Regions from separate parts of the Mus musculus genome. Here region 2 is linked to region 1. Evidence: chromatin contacts called from public HiChIP or PLAC-seq data. All regions are on one chromosome and are shown on one strand. Each heading gives the region's core, a stretch centred on a gene start, on an enhancer-like site or on the middle of the called end of the contact. The rest is flanking DNA. Distances are from core to core; before and after follow the strand shown. Region 1 overlaps Megf11 (multiple EGF-like-domains 11). Region 2 overlaps Megf11 (multiple EGF-like-domains 11).

The links. HiChIP or PLAC-seq counts read pairs in DNA pulled down with a chosen protein or histone mark.
Region 2: a contact with region 1 is called in an H3K4me3 HiChIP or PLAC-seq map of bone marrow-derived macrophages, with 2.9 times the contacts expected there. The contact joins two enhancer-like sites. A contact is called at or near these places in 2 of 484 Hi-C or Micro-C datasets (the G1E-ER4 cell line and nephron progenitors), 3 of 115 datasets of contacts at active chromatin or transcription factors (bone marrow-derived macrophages, embryonic stem cells and stem cell-derived neural progenitor cells) and 1 of 9 other capture datasets (embryonic stem cells).

The regions. Positions count from the first base shown.
Region 1 is chr9:64,445,949-64,449,226 of GRCm38.p6, forward strand. The region is part of intron 1 of Megf11 (multiple EGF-like-domains 11); the gene reads left to right. Among named protein-coding and RNA genes, the nearest start is that of Megf11, 62 kb to the left of the region's middle. Within about 2 kb of position 1,378, at least 40 of the 459 cell types and tissues checked have an H3K27ac peak or open chromatin away from gene starts, as enhancers often do. A contact at or near this core is called in bone marrow-derived macrophages, where this site is marked.
Region 2 is chr9:64,599,075-64,602,636 of GRCm38.p6, forward strand. All of the region lies in intron 5 of Megf11 (multiple EGF-like-domains 11), which reads left to right. Among named protein-coding and RNA genes, the nearest start is that of Gm36311, 85 kb to the right of the region's middle. Within about 2 kb of position 1,832, at least 3 of the 459 cell types and tissues checked have an H3K27ac peak or open chromatin away from gene starts, as enhancers often do. A contact at or near this core is called in bone marrow-derived macrophages, where this site is marked.

The DNA.
Region 1 (3,278 bases), core at 128-2,627:
GAGCCCACTCTGAGTCCTGTTCTGGGCACCCTCTATCTTTCCTGGCCTGGGCTTTGGGGAGGAACCTGTTGTTCCTTGTCTATGAAACCCAGCCTCATCTCTGACAGGCCCTCTGAGGCTACAGCTAAAGCCTGGTGTTAGGGTAGAATCCAATTGCTGCAGCAGGGACAATAAAAAAAATGCCAATTTATTTTATCTCAGCTACTTGGAGTTGAAGGTCTTTTTATTTTCCCCAATTGAAAATGCAAATTTATGCAAATCACATGAAAATCAGACTCTTCCCTGGATGAATAGAAAGGAGACCAAAGCTGTAGGTAGTGCCCAGGGCCTGGCATGGTGCTGGTATCTATCGGGTGTGCTGTGAATGGTGAGTAGGTGAACAGGATCACCAGAATGGTGCCCTAGGCTTCAGAGTGGGCTCAGTTGTGGGGTCATCTGGATGCCCCCCTGGGGGACTTGGTGGTCAGAATCAGTGACAGTCAGACATTCTGAAAGGAGCGAACTCAGAGTTACTCAGAACACTTCCTCCCTACTGTGATCTTTACTTCCTTCTAGAGACTTCTGTCCGTCTGGTTACCAACATGCTGGACAAGGGTCTTGGGATCCCCTGACCCTTATATTCTCTTCCTGGGTCACAGAGGGCTCAGTTTTGCTCTCTCCTGTCCCTATAGACCATCTTTGTCTTTTAGAGCCCTTTACAAAAGCTGTGCTTAGCGTCTACCCTAAATCTTTCTTGCTGCTAGAGTCCATATCACTGTGTTACACCCTCAGTCGACACATGTGACAGAGGCCTGTGACTATAGGCTAGTGTCTCCCAGAGAGCTTAAGACCCCTGGAGACTCATGTTTCTAGGAACCTGTGGGGCTTCAGCGACTTTGAGAGCAGCTAAGTGAAAAACTACTTAGCCTGGCAAGTCATGGGACGTCTCCTTCTTCCAGACTCCTTGGAGTGATAAAGCCCTGTTAAGCACCTACTAAGTGGTGGTGCTATCCATGTATGTGCCCTTTGACCCTCTCGACAGCCCTGTGAGGAGGAGCCAGTTCCCGCCTTTCCACATGGACACCAGGGCTCAGAGACTTGAGGCTTTTGTCTAAGATCACTCCGCAACTGCAGCTGGATTGGAATCACTGTTCGCCTGGCATAGGAGGCCTCAGTTCCTGCTACCCCTCCCCTCTTCCTTAGACTGGTGCAGTAGAGCGGGGAGGGGGAAGGGCTTTGGGTATGGGGCTACTGCTTACTCTGTCAGCTTCAGCCCCAGCCTTCCTGGGCTTCAGCTCTGCACAGTAGGACCTGGGTCCCGATGCTGTCAACCACACAGGGCGCTGTTCATGTTAGGGGATAGCTGCTGGGCACCTCCCTGTTCATATTGTGCCTGCCCTCAGCCTCCAGTCCCCACCCACATCGGCCATCCTTCTGCCCTCAGCCACCTCCCCATCCCAGCACACAGAGGGATTTTGAAACACGGGTGCTCTTGTTTCTTGCCTGCACTGCTCCAGGACTCAGTTTAATGCTCTGCACCCCACGGAAGGCAAGTGGGGCTCTCCCTGGGAGAACAGGGCAGCAATTAGGTTAAATAATTAAAATAACTTTTAATTTTTAAATAATTCTAATTTGCATTTGTGCAATTCACCCTCTCCCCTCCCCCCCCTCTGGCTTCCCCGGGTCCTTTGCTTATTTAGTTAAAGCTCCTGTTTTCCTTCCCCTGCTGGATAACCCATTTGCTCGGAATGGCTGTGGGCCAGCTCCACCCACAATAGCCACAGACTGTAGGGCAAATCTGCTGACTGGAGACAAGTGAAAGGCAGCCTCCTTGCAGAAGGAAGTTAAAGGAAATGTGTGAGTCCTGTCTGATTGCCCATAAGGGTGTCCACCGGCGGCTTGTTGGAGCTGGGAGAAGCCTGAGGTGGATGCCTGCTCTCTGGGTGCACGAAGACCTGCGGGGCTGTGGGGTGGAAGGAAGAGTAGAGCCTGCAACTGTGTCTGACAGGCCAGCTCTGCTCCCAGGGAAGGACCTGGGAGCATCCATTTTTCTTCAGGCCCCTTGGCTCTTTCAGCACAGGTGTGAGGGAGGCGCCAATGAGGGTGCCTCTGGGATCTTCACTTTGTGGATGTGGAGCCCAGGTGAAGAGATGCGGAGCTCCCAGAAATCTTGCCTGGGTCCAGATGCTGAACCATGGTGTGTGTGTGTGTGTGTGTGTGTGTGTGTGTGTGTGTGTGTGTGTGTGTGTGAGAGAGAGAGAGAGAGAGAGAGAGAGCATGGACTTGCCTATGTGTATCCTGTATGTGAGGGGATACCCTGGCCCTAGAGGGCTGACTGGTCATGGAGATAAGGAGAGTAGAAAGGAAGCCAGGACTGCTGTGGACAAAGGCTTGGGCAGCCCTGTCTCTAGATTCCAATCGCTCTTGAGAAATGTATATTTTCCCACGGCAAAGTTCTTTGTAACCTCTGTGTTGGAATGGTCCCAAAGCAATATGTTTTAGGATTTGGAATTGGAAGGGAAGAAAACCAAACATTTATTAACTGCTTTCTATGTTCTGTTGCTTTCATTATAGTTCATCTTATCTCGTCCTCCCGTGCACCTCGTGAACTAGCTAGTAATTAATGCAACCGCTTGGCAAGGGAACAGGCTCAGAGAGGTTAAGCAACTCAACTCAGGGTTCACAGCTAATGGGAGCCAGAGCTGGGATTAAAATGTAGATGGACCGAAGGTGGGGATGTAGCTCAGTCTGTAGAGTGCTTGCCCAACATGCACATAAGTGCTGGGTTCCATCCGCAGCACTGCAGAAACCAGGAGTGATGGTCAAGGCCTGTAATCCTAGCACTTGAGAGGCTGAGGCAGGAGGATCACAAGTTCAAGACCTTTGTGGGCTACAGAGTGAGTTAGTTCAAGGCCAGCCTGGAGAACTTAGACGAGACCCTGTCTGACAAGCAAAGAGGGCGGGGTTGGTGTTTTGCTAAGTAGTATGCCCAGCATGTGGGAAGCCTTAGGTTCAAACTCTAATAACACACACGCACACACACGCACACGCACACGCACAGTACATGGGATTTATTTCAAAGCAGCTGCTGTATCCCATTTAAGTCCTGAGCTCTGTGACCTTGGGCAGGTTTCTCAGCTTTTCTGTGTTCCAGTTTTCTTTTCTGGAAGAGTGCTAGTCATGCCAGGCGTAGCAACCGACCTGGAGAAGGAAAGAGTTCTATCAACTGCATAGGTTAATGCAATTAGCACTGGAGACTGAGTTTCCATGGGAGTGGTGTAGTCTCAGCGTGGGCAGAG
Region 2 (3,562 bases), core at 582-3,081, 150 kb after region 1:
CACCCAGGCCCCACTAAAGCATGGGCATACTTGTTCAAGACCATATCTCATAGAGGGAAGCTGGACTGGACAGGAAAGGTCCCAGCTGTGCCCAAACAGGCAGAGCACCCCATTGAAGGACACTAACTAGCAAGAGTCACAAATTAGTTCAAAGGGACCAAGAATAAAGGTGAAGAAAGCAAAGGTCGGTGCACTGCAATAAGACTGGGGATCCATGAAGACACTATAAACTGCCATCACTTTGAGATTGGTCCTGATGCTACAGGAATGCAGTCAGCCAGGGCATCCAGCCTTCCTCCGTTAGGACGAGGTGTCTGCTGTTCCCACATCCAGCTGCTCATCCCACTGGTTTGGATTTGGAGACAGGCCTGCTGGTACAAGCATCTCAGTCCTACAAACCAGCATGTGAGTCTGTTGGCCTTCTATTGGATTTTCAGAAATCAGAGCCTAGGTCAGGCCCTTGGGCCCAGCCCTGGAATTAGCCAGGCATGTGATGCTCATTAATAGTAATGAATATCTCTCCTGGAAGTCCTTGAGCAGTGTGGGGTGTATGGGGCTTCTGTGCTAAGAATTGAACATTTTCCTCAAGAAGCATGGGGCACTGAGGGGGTCAGTCATGGATGAGGAAAATGGGGCTATAATGTCTACCTAGGGCGTGTAAAGGAGGTGTGGTCTATGGTATGTGTCATGTGTGATGTTTGTGTAGTTTAGAAGTGGGATATTTACTTGGTTTTATATATATATATATATATATATATATATATATATATATATATATATACACATATACATATATATATATACATATATGTGTGTATATATACATACATACATATACATATATACATATGTGTGTATGCATGTATGTATGTTTGTATGTGACATGCATGTGTCAATGGGACTACAGTATCTTCTGCAGTCCCTCCTATGGCATGTCCCTAGTATGTGGATCACAAATGGCACCAAGTATGCATGGGAAGGAATCTGTCTGTGAGTGTGCTTAGCCCGAAGGACTTTGTCACTGTCAGAGCAGTAGATTCTAGGCATCCCCATGACACCGGGGAGAATTATGGCCTCGCTTAGCCTTACCATAACATTGGTTGCAGGGAGGACAGGTGAAAAATGTCCCTGGGAATAGAGAAAAGGAATTTGACTAGCTCAGCAGAGACTGAGCTGGGCTGGTGTGATATTGAAGAGTATCTGATTAAAACAGAGACCCTCCAAGGTCCTGTGTAGGGAAAGGGCAGTTTGCCCTGGAAAGATCCAGAAAGAAGAGACATGGGCCTCAGAAGTAGTAGAAGTTAGTGGAGACCGAATGAAGAAGCAGACCAGGGGGCAGAAAGGGAGGCATGGGGCTCTCAGGACAGTCAGCCTGTGGGAGTTGGGATGTGGGATGCAGGTGACTCAGGGCCTACCAAGAACACTTCTTGTCACCTCTGCCTGGACTCCCCAGGAAAAAGATATCCCCACCCTCTACCCGACAACTCGTCAGCCACGGACTCAGCATTCCTGTCTGCTTTTCCTATAAAGTGACCGTGTTCCAACTAGGACACTTCTGAGACTAAAGGGGACTATTAATAATTATGCCTGGACAGCAAGTACAAACTGGGACTGTCAAGTCTGGGCATGTAGAATGTCCCAAGGCTTGGGGGGCAGAGGGCTAGGGATAGAAGTGACAGCCTTTCTGTGTCCAGGCTCAGCCTGGCAGACGAAACCTTGACCTTATGACCATGGTCTCTGCAACCTTGCCTGGCCCAGCTTCTAGGACACTCAGAGAAGCATAACTTCCTGCAAATATACCCAGAGGAAGTAAGAGAAACCCTCCCCCAAGGCAGGACAGTCCTGTTGACATGTCTACCCTTTTCTAAAGCTCAGCTCTACCCACAATCCCACTGTGTGCTCTGACCACAGGAAATCTTGCCAGGATTTTCTAGATAGAGACAGGACCGGATCCAAGTTCCCCAGATAAAACTCTTCTTCCCACCCCCACACCTTGTATTTGTCTAACATACATTTATTATTTGGCTTCTTAACTCCTGCATTGTGTGAGTGGCATTACACCAATATTACAGGAAAAAGGCTTAAAAATACAAATAAATCACCTTGGGTTCAACCACCCTGGAAAGATAATTAATTTCATTTTTTGCAAAGTCCCTTCTGATTCTTGTCAGCATGCCTATGTTTTCATTCCATTGTTATAATGTGTTCATAATTTTGCATTCTGGGTCTTTCATTTCACATTTTTATCATATGCATTTTCCATGAAACATTGTTTTCATCAATATTTTAAATGGCTGCATAATAGTTTGTTGAGTTCATATACCATAATTTACTTAAACAATTCCCCTACGGTTGAACATTTCAGTTGCTCCCCATTTGGGGCTATTACAGATAATGTTGCAGCAAACATCACCGTGCATATGGAATGCTGGCTACTCCTGTGAATGGCTCCATTGGACAGGATGTCATGATGGGGATTACTGGGTCAAAGTAAACGAGGGTTTTTATAACCCTGGTCATACTGCTTTCCAAAACAATTGTCCCAATTTTCACCACCATCAGTAATGGTGTACCAGCTCCAGTGTGCCATTGTCAAAGTGACTCTTATTGTTTTTCCTCTCAATTGCTAATTTAGGAGGTGTGAAATGGGACCACTATGATGATTTAATTTACATTTATTGGTCTCCTAGCAAGGACAGATGTTTTTTTATGTTATAAAAGGCTCTCTGTGTGCTAATGTGTTCATGTATATGAGAGCATATATTCACATGTGCATGTAGGCATCTGTGAACATGTGTGTGTACACATGAGCTCAGAAGCAATATCAGATATTTTACTCAGTTCCTTTCCACATTATATTTCAAAAGCCGGGCGTGGTGGCACATGCCTTTAATCCCAGCACTCGGGAGGCAGAGGCAGGCGGATTTCTGAGTTCGAGGCCAGCCTGGTCTACAAAGTGAGCTCCAGGACAGCCAGAGCTATATAGAGAAACCCTGTCTCGAAAAAAAAAAAAAAACAAAAAAACAAAAAAAAACATTATATTTCAAGACAAGATCTCTCAATGAACCTACAGATCACTGGCTGGGCGGGGTTGGCTGGCCAGTGAACTCCTGGGATCTGCCCATCTTTTTTGTTTTGTTTTGTTTTTTCAAGATTTGTTTATTTTTATGTGCACTGATGTATTTGCCTGCCTGCATGTCTGTATGAGGGTAGCATTTTCCCTAGAACTGGAGTTCCAGACAGTTGTGAGCTACCATGGGAGTGTTAGGAACCTAGGTCCTCTAAAAAAGCAGCCAGTGCTCTTAACTGCTGAGCTATCTCTCCGGCCCAGATCTACCTAACTTGACCATCCTCTACCTAGCACTGGGATTACTGGCATGCACTTCTATACCTGGATTTTTACAAGGGTACTGGGGATCCAAATTCAGGTCCTTGGCCTTGTGTAGCAAGCATTTAATCAACTGAGCATCTCCCCAGCTCCACAAAAGACTGTGTTAGATCCTTAGTCTTTGGGCTACAGGGATGGTAAGGAAAGGGCCCTGCCTTCAGGGAGCTCACTGTT